Regions from separate parts of the Sus scrofa genome. Here region 2 is linked to region 1. The links are chromatin contacts, called in public Hi-C maps. All regions are on one chromosome and are shown on one strand. The core of a region is the stretch at or near the end of the contact, and the rest is flanking DNA. Distances in the headings are between cores, read along the strand shown. Region 1 overlaps LOC106506054 (a long non-coding RNA gene). Region 2 overlaps LOC106506054 (a long non-coding RNA gene).

Region 1 (5,705 bases), core at 1,219-3,718:
GCCAAGTGAGCTGATATATGGTAACCAACTTGGACTCAACATCACATGGGGCAGGAGTACACCAAGCGGGTCCCTAGACCAGCAACATCAGCACCGTCTGGTAACTTGTTAGAAATGGAAAGTCTTGGGCCCACTGAAATAGAAACTGGGGTGGAGCCCAGCATTCTGTGTTTTAACACGGAGATGATGCTCCTACACACTCAAGTTTGAGAACAAGATCAACAGGGAATGGTGGCAATTGCAGTAAACAGACAGCACACATCCTGCCCAAAGGGGTCCCCCACTTCTCAGCTCCAGCTCACATTTGCCACATAGGAATATGAGCCCAGGGTGACCAAAGCTCCTAATTATCCTAGGAAGTTGAAAAATCCACATTTTCATGGGAAATGCCTCCATCCCTAAGTAGTGGCTGCTAAATCCCACGTAGACCAAACAACTTGTCTACAAATCGAAGCCAGCCCAGACACAGCTAGAGTAAGACCTGAAGGGTATAGACTTCTCTCCACAGGGAAAGCCCCAGGAGGATGCCGTAGGTCCATGCTGTCCTGCCTAGAAGGGCCTGGTTCTGAAGGACAGGCCCAGGGCCCACATTACCCTTGCCTCAGAGACCCCCACTGCTGTGTGGGACTATTTCTGAGTCCTCAAATTCCAGACAAGGGCCACAGGGCTTGACCAGAGGATAAGCAAGTTTGGGCAGGTAAAATTCTAGGCCCTGATGATCTAGGTCCAGGTCAGGCTGTAGGAGGACAGAGGGTAATCTATTCTTTTTGGAGGCTCTGTTCCATGCTAAAGACTCAGGCATTTTTTTCCCTTAACATTTGCAACTAAACTGTGAGGTAGGGGTCAGTTTGTACATTTTAAAGAAGAGGAAAGAAGGGTTCTGCAAGGTTGTGTTACACAGAGGGCAATGTGAGGAAGCTAGACTGTGAACTCACATTTACCTGCCTCCCAGCTCACACTGATTTAGCTACCCTTCCAAACTGTTTGCCAGATGAAGGATGGGAAGGAGGCTGAGAAATGACCAAGGTTGGCCTACTGCCCCCAGGGCCAACTCCCGGTCAAGGCCATAACCAATGCCATGATTCCAGGGCCAGGAAACCAAGTCCAACAAGCAGTGGGGCTGCAGAAGAGGGTGATAATGGGGAAAGGGCAGCAAAACTGCACCTTGCTTCAGCTTTAGGGAGATCTGGCCCTGAATGCAAATCCCCCACCCAAAGTTGGAGAACTGTAGGAGCTGGGCCAGCCCATGGAGAAGGAGCAGGACCAGAGATGTCAGGGTACTGGACCCAGCCAAGCAACTAGGGCCAGGGCTGGAGCTTGAGTCACGGCCATGCTCAGTCTCACCAACTTTCCTCCTGAAGGCTCAGCGGTCAGTACTGGTCCTGGGATGGACCTCTGTGAGGGTGTGTGGTTGCTGGGGAAGCCAGAAGATATGCCCAACCCCTGCCCCTGACTCTGACCCATTGCATGGACTCCTCTCTACACCAGAAGGCCCCAGAAGGTTTGGACTAGCTCAGGCCCCTTTCCTCGAGCTCAAGGGCTCAGGAGAGCCCCCAGAGGCAGGGCCCAGAGCGCCCTCCCCACAGGGGGGGCTCACCCAGCCTGGGCTCTGGTCAGACTCTGCTCTGCTTTGCTCTCGCCAGGCATGAGTCAGCGCCGGGAGCCTGCGTGTGGCCACAGCTGGCTGGACGCTGAGGCCAGCCAGGCCAGGCCCTGGAGGTCTGCTGGGGCCCTGGGGCCTCACTAATGGGAAGAGATGGCCCCGAATGACCCACAGGATCACACAAGGGAAAGGAAAAAGGCCCAAGTAGAAAACTAAGCACAAAGAAAGATCTCAAATCTTAAAGCGGCAGAAGCAGATTCAGAGTCAGAAAAATGATTACACAACAAACACACACACAGGCTACCAGCCCTGGCACGAACACACACTCATGTGTACCCCACACTCCACACACAGACACTCCACACGCTCACACACACATCCCACATATACCCGTCTTCACAGTGCCCTAGCGTCTGCAGCACATACCAGATATACACATGCAAGAGAAACCACATCAACAAACACACACACCACGCATGCGTGCACACACGCGCTCGCGCACACATACACACACAGCATTCCCAGAGGGTGAGCCCACACAGGGAAATCAACCCCACACAGCAGATGCTCACATGCCTGTCTGTGGCGTATGGCTTTTGTCAAACCCAAGGAAATCAGACTCACCACCCTCAGCATACGTGTACAGATAGGTTTGGGGACATTGGGTCACACGCTGTCTAACGGACTCGATGTTTCTGAGGGCTGTGCTCAAGGTCAGCCTGGTAACTGGGGTCCTGGGCACCCCACCCCTCGCCCACGGAGAGGGGAGCCCGCCCCTGCCCATCCCAGCCAGCCAAGCTTCTGCGCCCCGCCAGGAGGTCGCGGAGCAGAGCGCGGCCAGGAAGTCAGCCCGGAGTGACAGCTCCCCCACGCTGTTTGTTTATTCATGACTCATTCGTCTCCACAGACTGGCTCTTCTTTCTTTCGGGAGGAGGGGAGAAAGGAGCGGGAGGGAGGGAGGCGGGAGCGAGGGAGGGGGACGGGGAGGGGGCGAGCCAGACTCCACAATAAACAATGAGGCAGCTGAGCCGGCGGGCGGGGGAGGCGGCGCGGGTCGCGGCCCGGGCCGGGCCTGGGGGACAGGCGCCCCCCGACCCGCTGCCCGGGCTCTGCGCGCACGAGCCCCGAGCCTCCCGCTCCACCCGGCCCTTCCCATCCCCGCCCGCCCGCCTGCCTGCCCGGCCCGCCACCACCTCCCGGCGACCGGGCAGGAGCAGCCGTAATTGGATCCGCGCCTCCTCCTCCCAGCTCCCCGCCCCCAATCGGGGAGCCGGATAAATGCCGGGTACCTTGGCAAAACAGTCGGATCCAAACCTATTATTTGGCTAATGGGCTTCCCCCGTGCGGCTCCGCAACACCCCGCAGACTCCCCCCACTCCATTTCCCAGAGCCGGTCCCGCGCCCCTTCGCGCCGCCGCCTCCCCGCCCCGCTCCAGGAGGGGCTCGGCCGGGCCTCCGGATAACTGGAGGAAGCGCGGGGCCGAGGCTTCAAGGGCCTCATTGTTCTGCCTCGAGGGGCACATTGAAAATGCTCCAGGATTTGCTTCCTGTGAAAACAGCCTGGGAGGGAGGGGGCGATTCACGGTGGAAAGACATTATCCTCCTGGAAGCTGCCCAGATTACACAGGGAGAAAAGGGTTGTTTTGATTGTTGCTGGCTCTTTCTTTCCTTCTTTCTTTCTCCCTTTTTCTTTCTTTCTTTTTCCTTTTGGCCCTCCCCGCCTTTTGCTACCCTCCCAGGGCCCAAGATGAATCCTGAGGGCTGTTGAGCAAGTTGGAAATGTGGAGCTGTTTTCCGCATAAATAAGGCCAGTGAGCGATAGCACCAGATATAAAGTCTGATTCAGAGAAATTCTAAAGAACGCAGGGGCGATGAGGTGGGCAAATCCAAGAAACTCATTTCCCCAGCATGCCCTTCTGAGTCACATCTTGCACCATGAGGGGAAAACACATCACACCACAATATGTCACATGCCTGCTGCAGAGGAACGGCCTGGTGGGGGATGTAGAGCTCCTCCTTCCTGAGCCTGGGTCAGCACAGCCAGTCCCACTCAGGGCCAAGGTCAGCTGGGCAGAGGCAGGGATCAGCCTCACCACAGGCCCTGGGAAAACCTGGTTCTTCCGCTTTCTACCTGAAAGACCTTGAACGTTAATAATAGTAACAGGGAACCCTTAATAACACCTACTGTGTGCTGGGCTCCCTTCTGTGTGTTTTACATGTATTATCTCATTTAATCTTCACCACACCCTGATAAGGCAGGTGCTTTGATTATCCCTACTTCCAGATGAGGAAGCTGAGTCTAGAAAAGTTCAGGAACTGCCTGATGTCACGCAGTTAGGAAGAGGAGGGGGCCACCCAGCAGACCGGCTCTCAAGTTCCTGATCTTGGCCTCTGTGTGACTCTTCTGAACCTCACACTCCTCATCAGGAAATGGAGATAATGACTCTGACCTCATGAGGGGGTGGGAGGATGCATTAAGAAAATGTGGGCAGTGTTCAGGACCACACTGAACTAACTCCTTTTGATACTGCCATTGTTTTCATGTAAACAAGGGACAAATAAGGACAGTTCCTTCCTAACTCCTAGGCTTGTCAGGAAGGCTAGTAGAGGCTGATTAAAGGGGCCATCCCAGCACAGTGCCTGGCCCTTAACAGATGCCCATGGTTATTTGTTTTCATCTCCTTCCTTTTCCCATTACTTCTCAGCCAACCTAGCAGCTTCTTCTTGTCTAAAGATCCTCCCGTGTAACTACCCATCAGGGTAATCATATAGATGCCTCTCCCCATATGCTTGCCACCCATCCATGTCAAACTATGTGGATTTTTCCACAAATAACCTGGCCCTATCCTGACCACTCTACTTTCCATTTCAGTCCACTGCTCCCAGCCCCCTGCCCTGCTCCACCTGTACCACTCCTGATCCATCTTACACTGCCCTGCTGCTTCTTTATTTCCAATGCCCCCTTGCTTCTCATATTCTAAAATCTACTTCTCACCTGTTTTCTTTCTGTCCCCCAACCCACCACCCCCAGCTAGAATGTAAGCTCCTTAAGGAGTTCCTGCTCTGGCTCAACGGGATCGGCAACATCTTGAGGACAACATCTTGGGAGCACTGGGATGCAGGTTCCATCTCGGCCTGGCACAGTGAGTTAAGGATCTGGCATTGGCACAGTGGGTGGCTTAGGTCAAGACTGTGGCTTGGATCTGATCCCTGGCCCAGGAACTCCATATGCCATAGGCGGTCAAAAAAATGAAAAGAGGAAAAAAAAAAGAAGAAGAAGAAGAAGAATGTAAGCTCCCTAAGAGCAGGGAACATCCTTCTTTCACTGATGAATCCCAAATGCGGAAAACCATTCCCGTCTCGTAGAAACCCTTGATAGGTATTTGTGGAATGAATGAATGGGCCTTCGCACAGGCTCTTCCCTCTTGTTGAGTCCTCATCCACCTTTCCCACCCCCAAACCCTGTCCTTGTTCACCAGGGATACTCCGATTCATCCTCCAGGTCCCCACCTCTCTGAATCCTTGCACCAGTCTTCTCACCCCAGGGCCCTAGTCGTGGCTCACAGTGCACCCTCCTTTCCCCCCACTGCTCTGTACCTCACCATGCCCACCCACCTTCCTTCTCAGACCTCCCCACTGGCCCTTCTGGAACTCACTTCCTTTAAGAAGTAGGTTCACTTCTTCTTGTGAACACAAAAAGTATTCATGAGGACACGTCCCTCTGTCCTTGGCCTTGTGATGGAAACCTTGCAACTCCCACGCCCTCAGTCCTCCCAGGGGAGGCTATTCCTGTTTCCACATCTCACTTCCTTGAGTGCTCCCCACGGTGCCCATACCCCTTCACATCCCCAGGGGTGTTTCCAGACCATGATTCCGTCAACCTCTGTGATGGAGTTTTTCTCTCTTGGGATGCATGCCATCCAACTCTCATACCTTGTCCCTCTCTTCATGCGTCTCAGACTCCACCTTCCCCGCCACCCTCCCATCCCTCCTTGCCCATCTGACCCCAGATCACAGTCTCTCCTTCTCTTGTCCAGGTCTGCCATCAGCCCGATGGTCTTCAGCATCTGTTTGGGTGCCATCCAACACCTGGACTCTCCAG
Region 2 (5,705 bases), core at 1,403-3,902, 80 kb before region 1:
CACACACACACACATGCATGCGCACACATATACACTATACACACATACACACGCATATACACATGCGCACACACATACAAGACACACAGTACACACATTTATACACATATACACCTATACATATACAATATACTCATATACAATATGCACATGTCTGTACACACATGAGCCATGCACAATACATGTGTGCACATACATAAATACACAATATACATGTGCACACACATGCACATACACACTCAGCCCTTGTGTTCGCTGACCAGGATGTGATTTCAGCTGCCAACTTTACCAGGATTTCGTGCACTACCCACCCAACTCCCTTCTCTGGCGGAGGCCACCTTAGCCAATGAATGCTAATGGAAACGGAGTCTTCTGACACCTGGACAAAGGCTGAGAGAAGCTGAGAAATTGCTATCTTGAAAGAAGCCAGGGAGTTCCCATTGTGACTCAGCAGTAATGAACCCAACTAGTATCCACGAGGATGCAAGTTTGATTCCTGACCTTGCTCAGTGAGTTAAGGATCGGCATTGCTGTGGCTGTGGCGTAGGTCGGCAGCTGCAGCTACAATTTGACCCCTAGCCTAGGAACTTCCATATGCCATGGTGTGGCCCTAAAAAAAAAAGTCAGAAGGAAGTTTGGGAAGGGAGGCACACGCACTGCCAGGTAAGAAGGGTGCTGGGTGGGGGCCTGGATAGATGCCCAGACTACAGTCACGGGACCTGGAACCCACGCCAGCTCTGCTGCAGTTGAACTGTGTGATTTTTCCCCTCCTCCCTCCTGCCTTGGTGTGTCCATCTGTGCAATGAATCTATTAAATCATTTAGCAGAGAGCTTCTGTGAATCTGAATTTAAGCCCAGCAGACGGGCATAGGAGCCATCCTGGGCTTGAAGCCAAGGAGTTTAGAGGAAAAGGTCTGCCTGGAGTTCCCATTGTGGCGCAGTGGTTAGCGAATCTGACTAGGAACCATGAGGTTGCGGGTTCGATCCCTGCCCTTGCTCAGTGGGTTAACGATCCAGCGTTGCCGTGAGCTGTGGTGTAGGTTGCAGACGCGGCTCGGATCCAGCGTTGCTGTGGCTCTGGCGTAGGCTGGCAGCTACAACTCCCATTAGACCCCTAGGCTGGGAACCTCCATATGCCGCGGGAGCAGCCCAAGAAATGGCAAAAAGACAAAAAAATAAAAAAGAAAAGGTCTGCCTGAGGAGCCTCCACTCCAGTATGGGAGAGCATTAGGTACCCAGGGATGCTTCCCCTCTGGAGCTGCTGGTGCAGCTGTGTGACCTTGGCAAATCCCCACCCCTCTCGAAGCCAAGGGACCCTTCCAATTCCTGAAGACATGGGACGAGGTCGCTCTCTGTTCCCCAGCAGTGAGACATCATGAAAAGGAAGGATTCTAGGAGTTTCCATTGTGGCTCAGCAGGTTAAGCCTACTAGCATCCATGAGGATGCAAGTTCAATCCCTGGCCTCGCTCAGTGGGTTAAGGATCCAGTGTTGCTGCAAACTGCAGCATAGGTTGCAGATGCGGCTTGGGTCTGGTGTTGCTGTGGCTGTGGCGTAGGCCAGCAGCTGCAGCTCTGATTCAACCCCTAGTCTTGGAACCCCCATATGCCGAAGGTACAGCCCCAAAGAGAAGAAAAAAAAGAGGAAGGATTCTAGAGACAGACTGCTCCAAACTCAAATCCCAGACCTCATCACTTACTAGTTATCCTATTGGGTGTGTTACTTGACTTCTCAATTCCTCAGATTCCTCCCCTGCAAAGCTTGGACAGCAATACCGCCAACGTGGGAAGGAGGGAACGTCCACAGGAGACCATGGCATGAGCAGGGCTGTACAGGGCAGGGAAGACTCTGGCACCTGGGGTTGGGGTCCTGAAAAAGTATATAAAAAGCCCAATTGGGAAATCAGCAAAGTATTTGTAGATGCCTGGGTCTACAAACTCAAATACCTGAAATAACTTTGGGGCAACCCCTCCCAGCAGAGGACTTTGCAGATCTCCACTTCACCAGTGTGAAAGGAACAACGGAGAAAAAAAGAAAAAGTGCAAAGCAAGGCACACAGAATGCTTCTGCTGGGGCAAGAAATTTGGGAGATCCAAACGTAGCTATGTAGCTGCTTATTTTTGCAAATAGAAACACTGGATGAATAAACAAAAAAACAGGGAACACGGGCAGAAGTATCAGGGCTGGAGGTGAGTACACCTTTTCATTTAGTAATCGCTTTTGAGTCATCTTCAAAAATATTCAAAAATAAAATAAAGCTCAGCAAAGCTCAAGGTGCCTGATAGAAGGCAGACAATCTGGAGGGCTGGCCTGAGCCAACCAGCTTCTTTAAGCCAGATGGACAAGTCCACAGACAGATAAACAGCCCAGAGGCCAAAGTCCCCGAGGGCTGAGGAATGGGCCAGCCAGGCAGCCAGCACCGCCCCCTGCCCACCCCAGCCCAGCCCAGCCCAGCCCAGCAGGGAGCCCTGCGCCCTCTCACCCACACCCCTGCTGGCAGGGAGCATTCCACTGCCTGATTCTTCCCGGAATGAATGCTTTCTCTAAGCTCATTGCAAAACATCCTGGCTGGAGCTGCAAACGGGAATCCAGAAGCACCCCCAGGAGAGAGGTAACCCGTTTCCTGAGGACATTCCGGCCTGGTGCGAGGGCCTGCAGCAGGGGAGGGCAGAACAGGCAAGGCTGCCATTTGCAGCTAAGCCTGAGCCCCATGGTGGGCACAGATGTGAACTGAGGGGGTGCTGCATCCAGACTGGACCAGCCACCGACTTTCAGGCAATGTTTGGCATTGGAGGAGTTTCCCCAAGCCCCACTCCATATCCACTCCTTGGGGCCTGACCAGCTGAGACGCCCTCTGATCACCTTTGGGGGCTGTCCCTGGGCTTGCTGAGGGAGAAGAGAGAAGGGAGCCCCTCACGGTAGGTTCTCTCAGCCTCCTACATACCCATCTCCCAAGGTGGTATGTCACACAGTGTGTCATACAGCAGAGCCCTGGCTGGTGTCAGGGACCTGAATCATCACTACTGCCACCATCAAACCATCATCTCCATCACACCACGTCCTCATCCCCATCATCGCCATGATTATCACACCACTATCATCATCTCAGCATCACCATAACCACCATCACATTTTCATTATCCTCATCACTATCGTCATCAGTATCTTCATTATCCTCACCTCCTCCCAGGTCTCTCATCCTCTATATGTGCCTTTGCCGACCAACCCTCTCCCTGGCGCGGATGTTCCTCCTGAGTCACAGATACAAACGAGACCATCATGGCTTGTATTGCCCGCTGCCCTCACAAAAATGCCTTAGCATTTGTCCATTCACAGTCTGACTCCAGCCTCATGTTCTGTCCCCATTTCCCACCAAGCCCACCCTGTACCAACAACACAAAGCTCAGCCCCATCAAGCACTTTCATGAGCACCTTTCCACCTCAGTCTCAGTACATGCACTCCCCTCAGCTTGAAATCCCCATCCCCTCCTCTGACTCCTGAATCCTATTAATCTCTCAAGATCCAGACCAAATTCTTGCCTCTAGTCTGTGTCCAAGCCCTTGCCCCAACTTCCACCCAAATATCCAGTCATACTGAAAATTTGATGACTGTGGTTACTCCCCCACTAGACAGTGAGCCCCTGTGACACATGGGCTACATTTCTTTCCTTGGTATCAGTTTTGTCACTGTTCCATCCCAGTACTGGCCTGGCACAGGGCAGGAGCCCAAGACAGGTTCAATAAACAGGGGATGGGTAAGAAAGTTGGCAAGAATGCAGGCAGGGGACATGAGGAAGGAATTCTAACTGTGTCAATTCACAGGCCCTGGTTAATTTATCCAGAGCTCAGCCCAGGTCTGAACCAGCCTCTTCCCCGGTGCCAAACTCCAGAGGATTGGGAGGCCACTCTGTGGAGAAAAGAGATCTCTAATCTCTGCTGAGTCTTCCTCAAACACCAGCATCCTACTGCCCTCCTAAGTCATTGCCTGGGGAGGAGGCTGCAGAGGCAGCAGAGGGTTCACAGTACCTGGAAGCCTACGCCATGGTGATGACTCTGACCACCTGTGCCTCCCGTCTTTGTGACACATCCAAACTCTCAGCATGCCTTCAACAAGTGAATTCATTCACTTGTTCACAGATATTTATGATGCCCTTGCTAAATGCCAGATGCTATACTAGGGAGGGGAATTCAGCAGAGGTCGACTCAGGCTCCTCCCCCTTCATTGGGTTGGATTTGGGGCTGAAGACCAGGCACCATTTCCATCTCCATCACTACCATCAGCACCACCATCACCATCATCATCATTGCCACCATCACTATTGTCATCACCATCATCATCACCATCACCACCATCACCACCATCACTATCGTCACCATCACCACCATCACCACCATCATCACCACCATCACCATCATCATCACCATCAGCATCATCATCACCATCATCAGCATCATCATCACCACCATCACCATCATCACCATCAGCATCATCATCACCATCATCAGCATCATCATCACCACCATCACTATCATCATCACCACCATCACTATCATCACCACCATCACCCTCTTCAACACTGCTCCAAGAACTTGCTGTACCCAGTACCTCCATGTGTCATTCCTCAGGAAAGGCGTCCCATCCTGTTTAAGCAAACCCTTGGAATAGGCCACTGACCTCAACATTCTCAGGTCAGATGACCATGATTTCTGCCCTGGTTCAAGAAAAAACCACCTAGCATCATGACCTTGGGCAAGAGACGTGGCCTCTGTACCTCTGTTAAAGAGGATGTCCCACTTCCTCAAAAGCCAAAGGTTCAGCTTGACTCCTAACTTCAAAGCCTTGGATGGCTCCAGCCAGAGGTGCCACTAGCTGCCACATCTGGTGGGCCCTGGATCCTGGGCAGGGACAGGTGGGACAGACTGGCACATCTCTCCATCCCTGCCCTGGGGACTCTGGCCACAACTCTGGGCAGGAGGGGGACTCTAGCCAAGGGAAGAAAGGACACAGTGACTTCATCCTACTTTACTTCTCACCCAGCCCCCTCTCCTGACCTTTCCCCAGAAGACCAGCCCATTGCGGAATCTTTTTTTTTTTCTTTTTCTTTTTATAGCGGCACCTGTAGCATATGGAAGTTTCCAGGCTAGGGGTGGAATCAGAGCTGCAGCTCCCAGACACAGCCACAGCAACACCAGACCCAAGCCATGTCTGTGACCCATGCCATAGCTTGCGGCAATGCAGGATCCTTAACCCACTGAGTGAGGCCATTGATCGAACCTGCATCCTCATAGACACTATGTTGGGTTCTTAACCCACTGAGCCACAACGGTAACTCCCCATTGTAGATTCTTGATGAAGATTCTTCACTAAGCAGGGCCTCCTCTTTAAAAGAAAAGTCTTTGTGTATGTTTCCTAATGCCCCGAACTCCATTCTCTGGAATATTGGGACCCAGACCGACAGCCACTTAACTGTCTTGGGTGGTCCAGCTCCTTACAGTGTGATACTGCCTGCAGGGGGTCATCAAGGGTCTCAGTCTTTCCTGAGCCAAATTTTGGGAGGAGACACCCAGTCAAGGGGTTGGAGGGTGGACAAAGGCCATACGCACAGAGAACAGAAACTGGAAAAACTCAGCTTCCAGATAATCATGGCAAAGTGGAAAAAGGTCATGGCTGCCTTCATTCAAGGGGAGGAAGCATGACACCAGGCT

The links. Hi-C and Micro-C count contacts between places; a contact is called where the count stands out from the background.
Region 2: a Hi-C map of subcutaneous adipose tissue shows a contact between it and region 1, with 1.5 times the contacts expected there. The contact joins two enhancer-like sites. A contact is called at or near these places in 3 of 47 Hi-C or Micro-C datasets (embryonic fibroblasts, heart right ventricle and subcutaneous adipose tissue) and 1 of 2 datasets of contacts at active chromatin or transcription factors (skeletal muscle).

What each region holds. Positions count from the first base shown.
Region 1 is chr14:81,315,718-81,321,422 of Sscrofa11.1, forward strand. All of the region lies in intron 4 of LOC106506054 (a long non-coding RNA gene), which reads right to left. Among named protein-coding and RNA genes, the nearest start is that of ZMIZ1, 90 kb to the right of the region's middle. Within about 2 kb of position 2,469, at least 73 of the 83 cell types and tissues checked have an H3K27ac peak or open chromatin away from gene starts, as enhancers often do. A contact at or near this core is called in subcutaneous adipose tissue, where this site is marked.
Region 2 is chr14:81,235,684-81,241,388 of Sscrofa11.1, forward strand. LOC106506054 (a long non-coding RNA gene) reads right to left here. Exons shown (of 10, transcript XR_002338702.1): 5 at 1,699-1,868. Among named protein-coding and RNA genes, the nearest start is that of ZMIZ1, 170 kb to the right of the region's middle. Within about 2 kb of position 2,653, at least 11 of the 83 cell types and tissues checked have an H3K27ac peak or open chromatin away from gene starts, as enhancers often do. A contact at or near this core is called in subcutaneous adipose tissue, where this site is marked.